Linked DNA regions of Triticum aestivum: region 1 is linked to region 2. A link is a contact called in public Hi-C data. All regions are on one chromosome and are shown on one strand. The core of a region is the stretch at or near the end of the contact, and the rest is flanking DNA. Distances in the headings are between cores, read along the strand shown.

Region 1 (3,486 bases), core at 147-2,646, 360 kb before region 2:
GTCTCGTCCGCCATTACAGCCTTCACCTTCTCCGCGATACTCTCCCCGCTCACCATTCCCTCCTCCCCCTCCCAGCTCCACCGCTCCTCCCAGACGCCGAGCCCGCTGCGCGCCACTACGCCGGCGTTCACCCTCTGGTCCCCGAACCTCGGCCATGCCAGAACCGGCAATCCGTTCGCCGCCGCCTCCGTGACCGAGTTCCAGCCGCAGTGGCTGATGAACAGACCGATGGATTCTTGCTTCAGGACCTCCTCTTGCTCCACCCAACCCTTGGTCACCATGCCCCGCCCCTGCACACGCTCCAAGAAGCCTTCGCCGAGCAGCTCGCTGAGCTCGGCCTCGTCGTCTCTGTCGACGACGGTGCTTTTCACCACCCACAGGAACCGGTGGCCGCTCGCCTCGAGCCCGACGGCGAGCTCCCTGAGCTGGTCCTTGGATATGGCCTTGCGGCTGCCGAAGCTGACGTACACCACCGACCTCGCCGGCTGCGCCGCGAGCCACTGCATATAATCGGCTTGATTTTCCGCCGGTTCACTTGCCGAAAAGCTCACCGGAGCGAGTGGCCCAACCGAGAAAACATTTGGGAACCCGGCAACGACGGAGCCATCCCGGAGTGCAGCTATGGCTTCTGGCTCGAACTCGTCGAAGGAATTGACCAGGAGGCCGTCGGCTTTCGCGAGCTCGCGGCCGTTGGCGACGAACTGCCGCGTGAAGAGGTGCTCGGGGTGGTGCAGCGCCTGCGGGATGGAAGCCTTGGAGATGCGGTACACGCCGGGGACGTCGACGTCGCCGACGGGACCGCCGGCATTCGCGTCGAGGTAGGCGGGGAAGTGGACGCACAGGGAGAGCATCGCGGTGGAGGCGGTGAACAGGACGTAGCAGGGGAGGCCGAGCTCCTTGGCGACGGGTATGACGACGGATGCCAGCGCGATGTCCGTCACGAGCGCCGACGCGCCGGCGCCGGCGAGGAGCGGGCCGAGGAGGGGCGCGGAGCGGCGCATGGCCTCGAAGCGGAGGAAGAAGGGGTCGGCGCCGGGGAACTCGGACGCGTCGAACCGCGCGAGGTGGAAGTCGAGGCGGCGCACGGCCGGGCACGCGCTGAACAGGGCCTCGAGGTGCGCGGACTCGGCGGACGACACGGTGGGGAGCACGGTCGCGACGGAGACGCCGCAGCCGTGGTCTGAGGAGGAGAGGGACACCGCGAGGCGGCTGAACGGGACGAGGTGGCCCATCCCGGCGCTCGGGAGGAGCACGACGTGGGGGTGGGGCAGGGCGCCCGAGGCGTCGCCGGAGGTCGGCATTGCCGGCGAAACCGTGGAGATGTTTTCTCTTTTCTCTTTTTGGCTGGCTCGTGCAGGGCAGGAGGGATAAAAGCTCTGCAATTCCAGGTGGTTTAATACCAGAGGGCCTCGTTGTTTTGGGAGATGTAGCGGTGCTCTGCACCACACGACTCAACAACCAGTTCAGCGGCGCAGTAGGTGCAACGTCCGGACAGATATACCAGCACATCGTGGGTGTGAAAGCGTGAACTTTATTGCGAAAACGAAGAAGATCTCCACGAGAACACAACAGATGACCAATTGCACGATAGGGCTGAAGCACCATTGCATCCGCGGGAAATATCACCTGTATTTTCATTATCGGTCTTGAAGTCTCGGTCGATGCTATACTCATTAAATCTTACATTAAGATCTGTGCCAAAAAAAATATTTTACATATTATATAACTTGACTGAGACTTCATTATTCAGCCACGTAAGCAGGGCAGCAGCTATACAAGAGTGCACGACAGAGCACCCGCTCACGCTCCCCGTGCAAAATAAAATCCCACCGAACAAAATACACATGGCATAGCTGGTAATCCTTGTTGGAAATAACCAACATATTTTTAGGCCAGCAAAACTGGGCACACTTTCTGCCCTCTGCTGCACTTAGGCCTCAGTTCATCCCATCCCATAGTTAGATTCACGTCTGAACATGGGCTCTCTCGGCGATTTCAAATTTCTGGCCGTTGGATCTCTCCCTAGATGCAATTTGAACCATCGGATCTGCCCCTGAGGTGAGCTGGGCCGTTGGATATAATTCAAGTTCACAACAATGCATAGTAAGTTTGTTTTTCCACTTTAGGATTTTAATCGTTTGTGACTGACTACTGGGGTCCGACACTCATGGGCCGGGCCTGTCAGCGGCTTGGGTGCGCAGACACCCGGTGCGGGTGGCTCGCAGTCAAATATGTGTGCCACCGCCTGTAATTTTCGGATCTCGCTGAGGGCATTAGAGGGAATTCGCTTCGTCGCCCTTGCGTGGCGTGATGTGTATGGGTCATTTTCCAGTGTAAAGAAGAAAAGGAGAGGAGGCACCCGATTGGGTGAAAACCCTAGCCGCCATCCCCATCGCGCCCCTCTCCTTCGCAGTCGTCGCCGCTCTCCCGTCCAGTTCTCCTCCCCCATTGCCGAGCTCGCCTCCGCCGCTGCTCTCTCCCGTCCATCTCGCGCGGCCACCCACCGACTCCTCCCCTTTACACGGCGAGCTTGAGGAGTAAGGCTGGCAACTGGGCACTGCCATACGAGGGTCATGCCGAGCACGGCCCGAAGCACGACGGCCTCTGGTTCGGTTTCTCGTCCGGTGGCTACCTCTGCGCGTGGGACGACCTGCGTGTCGCCGCTGTCACCACAGACGCAGGGCCAAAGGCAACGGCCGTGCGCCGCCATCAGCGGGAGGAGCGACGGCCGCCGAGACGGTCGTCCACGTCGATGTTGTCGTCGTCATTCAGGTGCTCTTCCGCTTGCTCTCGCCCTCTGCCTCCTAGCCATCTGTTGTGAGTTGTGTACATGTTCCTGATGCATTCATCATCTCACAGCTGGATCGGCAAGCGGTGACACGTTCACTGTGCGCATCAATTGCTGTCACCTTGGCCACCTGGCGAAGATGGAAGAGGTTCACTGGGATGTGGTTATGGTTTGTTAATTTTGGCTACGATCTGTAGTTGCTGCTCCTCTAGGTTGTGTCGTTGGTACTGCTTGGAGTGCTGCTCCTTCTCGTGCAGATCCTCCACCTCGTGCTCTCCTCCTCAAGTTGTCAGCCACCTTGTACTTGGTCTCTTTCGAACTGATGGGAAAGGCAATATGTAAATAGCAATGGGTGCAAGAGCTGGTGAATGCCGTATTAGGGTCCATTAATCATTGGAGAGTCGTGATAAAACTGAAAAAAATGAATGCCTGAAGGTGACCGTACTATCTATTTAGTGGAGTAAACAAGTTCAGGTTGCTCAAGCGTAGTAGTGTGGGATGGGTCTGCTTAAGTGTGTTCTTAAGTGTGGGATGGGTCTGCTTAAGTGTGCTCAGGTTGATGATAGCTTCGTTTTTTATTCTCCCATTAAGGAACCACCCCCAGCCGTCGTCCTCGCGCTGCACTTGTGCTATGTTTCAGCGTCCCAAGTCATCTCTCTCTCACACACATACATATCCATTCCCCTTATTATGCACTT
Region 2 (3,521 bases), core at 152-2,651:
CCCCTGCCCAATGCTCCCCCGTGCGGCAGTGTGTCGCTTGTTGCGAAATGAACAGCTGCCTCGCCTACAGGGCACCGGTAGTGCGCCGGCCTAGTATGGCATGGGGCGTCACGCTGATGTCATGCAGACGATATTTTATTTTCCCTATTTTCTACGTTTATGTATATTTTGAATGCGTATATTTCCAAAACTTAAATTTACTTAATAAATTTAAATTATGAATTTGAAATAAAATTGACATAGTATAAAAAATTAGCAATTTTTTGAAAGATGTTGATAATTTCAAAAGGAATGTTCTTGACTATGGAAAAATGTTCTTGCATTTCATCAAAGTGTATGATTTTTTTAATAAAATATGTACACTATTTAAAAATATTTTTGCAATCTATAAAAAATGTTTTGTACCATTAGGAAATATACTTGACATTTAACAGAAATATTCCCGTATTGTAAAACAAATGTTCGTGCCATTTTTTATGCAGTGTAAAAAAATGTTGGCTTACGACAAAGAAATGTTTATTTCTAATGAATAAAATGTACATGACATTTTGAAGAAATATTCTCGTGTTTCCAAAATTTCTGTGAAATTTTAAAAATATCTATACAATGTAAAATCAATGTCTGCATAGTTTACAAAATAATTATGGCTTGCAGATAAGGGAGTTGACAGTGCTTAATGTGTTTTTTAACACAATATAGATGCAAGCGCTCATATATACGCGCATACACTCATCCCTGTGAACACGCGCACACACCCTACCCATATGATCACCTCCGAGAGACTGAGCCAGCATATTATCTTGAGATTTTACGAAGTCATCGTAGGTGACAGAAATGTCTCTTCTCACTAAACGCGCATCGTCAAAAATTCTGAAATAAATTTAGAATAAATGCGATCACCAAGACTTTGAACCCTGGTGGGCACACTGTTTCCCTCAGTGCTTAATGTGCTAATCGTTGGGTACGTAATCATTTGCATTGGGCCGTCAGTCAAAAAGAAACGAAACGAGATCCTTGGACGTGGCCGTCCTTTTCGCTAGGCCCGGGAGCGTTTTCACGCAGCCATAAAAGAGGGCCGGTCATGTGATGAGCGAGTCCTCGGCGGTGTTGATGAGTGTTCGCTGCCACGGTTGGGGTTGGTGTAGACCAGCGCACCGCCATCAATGTGGACATAAATGCACGTACTGGCCGTGTGCACTCTTGTGAACACGCAGCCAATGGAGATGCGCTCTTCTTCTCATCTCTCACCATTTTTTCACCCGTGTCGTGTGAAATGCGTCAAGCATACTACACCTTCTGGAAGAGAGAATATCATCGCACTGTAAGTCTGTAACATTGCACCAACCAACTAACCAAAGCAGAGGTTGGCCCGGTCAATCCAAACGGCATGGAAAGGGATAGGGGTGCCGATAAATAGGCGCCCGGGTCATCATCTCATCCCAGCCCTTGCTTGCCCTGTGCACATCTGTCACTACTCATCACTTTCCTTACTTCTCTCGGGTCTACTCCTGTGTTTCCGCCGCACATCTGGGCGCTCGAGGAGGGGGAATGGCAGGAGGAGGCGATAACTCCCAGACGAATGGAGGATCTCAGGAGCCGCGCGCCATGGAGGAAGGGAGGAAGGACGACTATGACCAGGGCTGCGGCCTCGCCATCTCTCTCCCCTTCGTCCAGAAGGTGAGCCCTGCGCCCTTAAGATCGCTTCTAGGGTTCATGAATCCGCATCTCTCCCTTTAATGGCATGCAGATCTCTCTTCGATCTTTAGACGGTTATCTTTGCATGCCCGCACAAACTTCTGGTAATTGGGGGATAATGCCCTGGCTGGGAGTAAGGCCCGGGGGTGCAAAAATGGCAAATTCGTAGAGGAATTTGTTGTCACACCAAGCCATTAGCCACCCACCAAATGGCATGTCGCATGCCGCCATGAACAGTGACTGCTAGGAGATCCATGATGTAGAATAGATAGGGAGGAAAATGTTGTTGCGTGAAAGTTAATTGCGTGTGGATTATTGATTCATTGTACGTACGTCCAGATCATCGCCGAGATTTTCGGGACCTACTTCCTGATCTTCGCGGGGTGCGGCGCGGTGACCATCAACAAGAGCAAGGGGCAGATCACGTTCCCCGGCGTGGCCATCGTGTGGGGCCTCACCGTGATGGTGATGGTGTACTCCGTCGGCCACATCTCCGGCGCGCACTTCAACCCGGCCGTCACCTTCGCGTTCGCCACCGTGCGCCGCTTCCCGTGGAGGCAGGTGCCGGCGTACGTGCTGGCGCAGATGCTCGGGGCCACGCTGGCCAGCGGCACGCTGAGGCTCATGTTCGGCGGGCGCCACGAGCACTTCCCCGGCACGCTCCCCACCGGGTCCGACGTGCAGTCGCTCGTCCTCGAGTTCATCATCACCTTTTACCTCATGTTCGTCATCTCCGGCGTCTCCACCGACAACAGAGCCGTAAGCAGATCTATCTCGGTCGCCGAATTAACAACAAAACTCGCGTATAATTCGCTAACGAGTTGAGAAAACCGTTGCTTGCAGATCGGGGAGCTGGCAGGGCTGGCCGTGGGTGCAACCATCCTGCTTAATGTGCTGATAGCTGGGTACGTACATAATTATACTTACCTTCGTTGTTGTTTTTTAACACAGATGCAGACCCTCATACATACACACACATTTGCACGTCCATCATTACGAGCACATACTATATTACAGCCGCATAAGTCCATGTAGAATTTTCATAGTCAGCAGAACAAGAATATTTGCATTGGGACGTTGGACTTACGCTATCGTGTTTCAGTAAAAAAAGATACCAGTAACTGAAAATCCTAGTGTCGTGTTTCAGTCAAAAAGATAGTGGCAACTGAAAACACTAGTGTATCGTGTTTCATCAGTCAAAAAGAAAGGAAATTGGGTAGTAGATGCGGCTGTCCTTTGAGAGCGTTTTGATGGAGCCATAAAAGAGGGTCATGTGAGCGAGTCGTGGGCGGTGTTGATGGCTGTCCGCTGGCCCTGCCACGGTTGGTGTGGGCTAGACCAGCGCATTGGAGCCATGAATGTGAACATAAATACACGTACTGACCCTGCATGCATGCATGTTTGAAGCTTAGGTACTCTAGAAGAAAATGTTTGTGAGCTTCTTGTTGAATTGTTTTGGCAGGCCGGTGTCGGGGGCGTCGATGAACCCGGCGAGGACGGTGGGGCCGGCGCTGATCGGGAGTGAGTACAGGTCGATCTGGGTGTACGTGGTGGGGCCGGTGGCCGGAGCCGTGGCCGGGGCGTGGGCGTACAACCTCATCCGCTTCACCAACAAGCCCCTGCGCGAGCTCACCAAGAGCACCTCCTTCCTCAGGAGCATGAGTAGGATGAACTCCGTCTCCGTCTGATTTTCCTTATCACTAGCAACGTTGTATTACTACTACTCCCTCCGTTCCAGAATAGATGACTCAACTTTGTACTAACTTTAGTACAAACTTGGGTCATCCATTTTGGAACGGAGGGAGTACAAGGCTATGTAATCGTCG

Evidence for each region. Hi-C and Micro-C count contacts between places; a contact is called where the count stands out from the background.
Region 1: a contact with region 2 is called in a Hi-C map of leaf, with 4 times the contacts expected there. The contact joins the promoter of LOC123153518 here to the promoter of LOC123150936 in region 2. A contact is called at or near these places in 2 of 5 Hi-C or Micro-C datasets (both in leaf).

What each region holds. Positions count from the first base shown.
Region 1 is chr7A:188,102,852-188,106,337 of IWGSC CS RefSeq v2.1, reverse strand. It overlaps LOC123153518 (UDP-glycosyltransferase CGT), which reads right to left and starts at 1,396. Exons shown (of 1, transcript XM_044572614.1): 1 at 1-1,396. The coding sequence starts at 1,301.
Region 2 is chr7A:187,740,037-187,743,557 of IWGSC CS RefSeq v2.1, reverse strand. LOC123150936 (aquaporin NIP1-1) reads left to right here and starts at 1,401. Exons shown (of 4, transcript XM_044570734.1): 1 at 1,401-1,677; 2 at 2,035-2,454; 3 at 2,539-2,600; 4 at 3,158-3,521. The coding sequence starts at 1,549. The coding sequence ends at 3,383.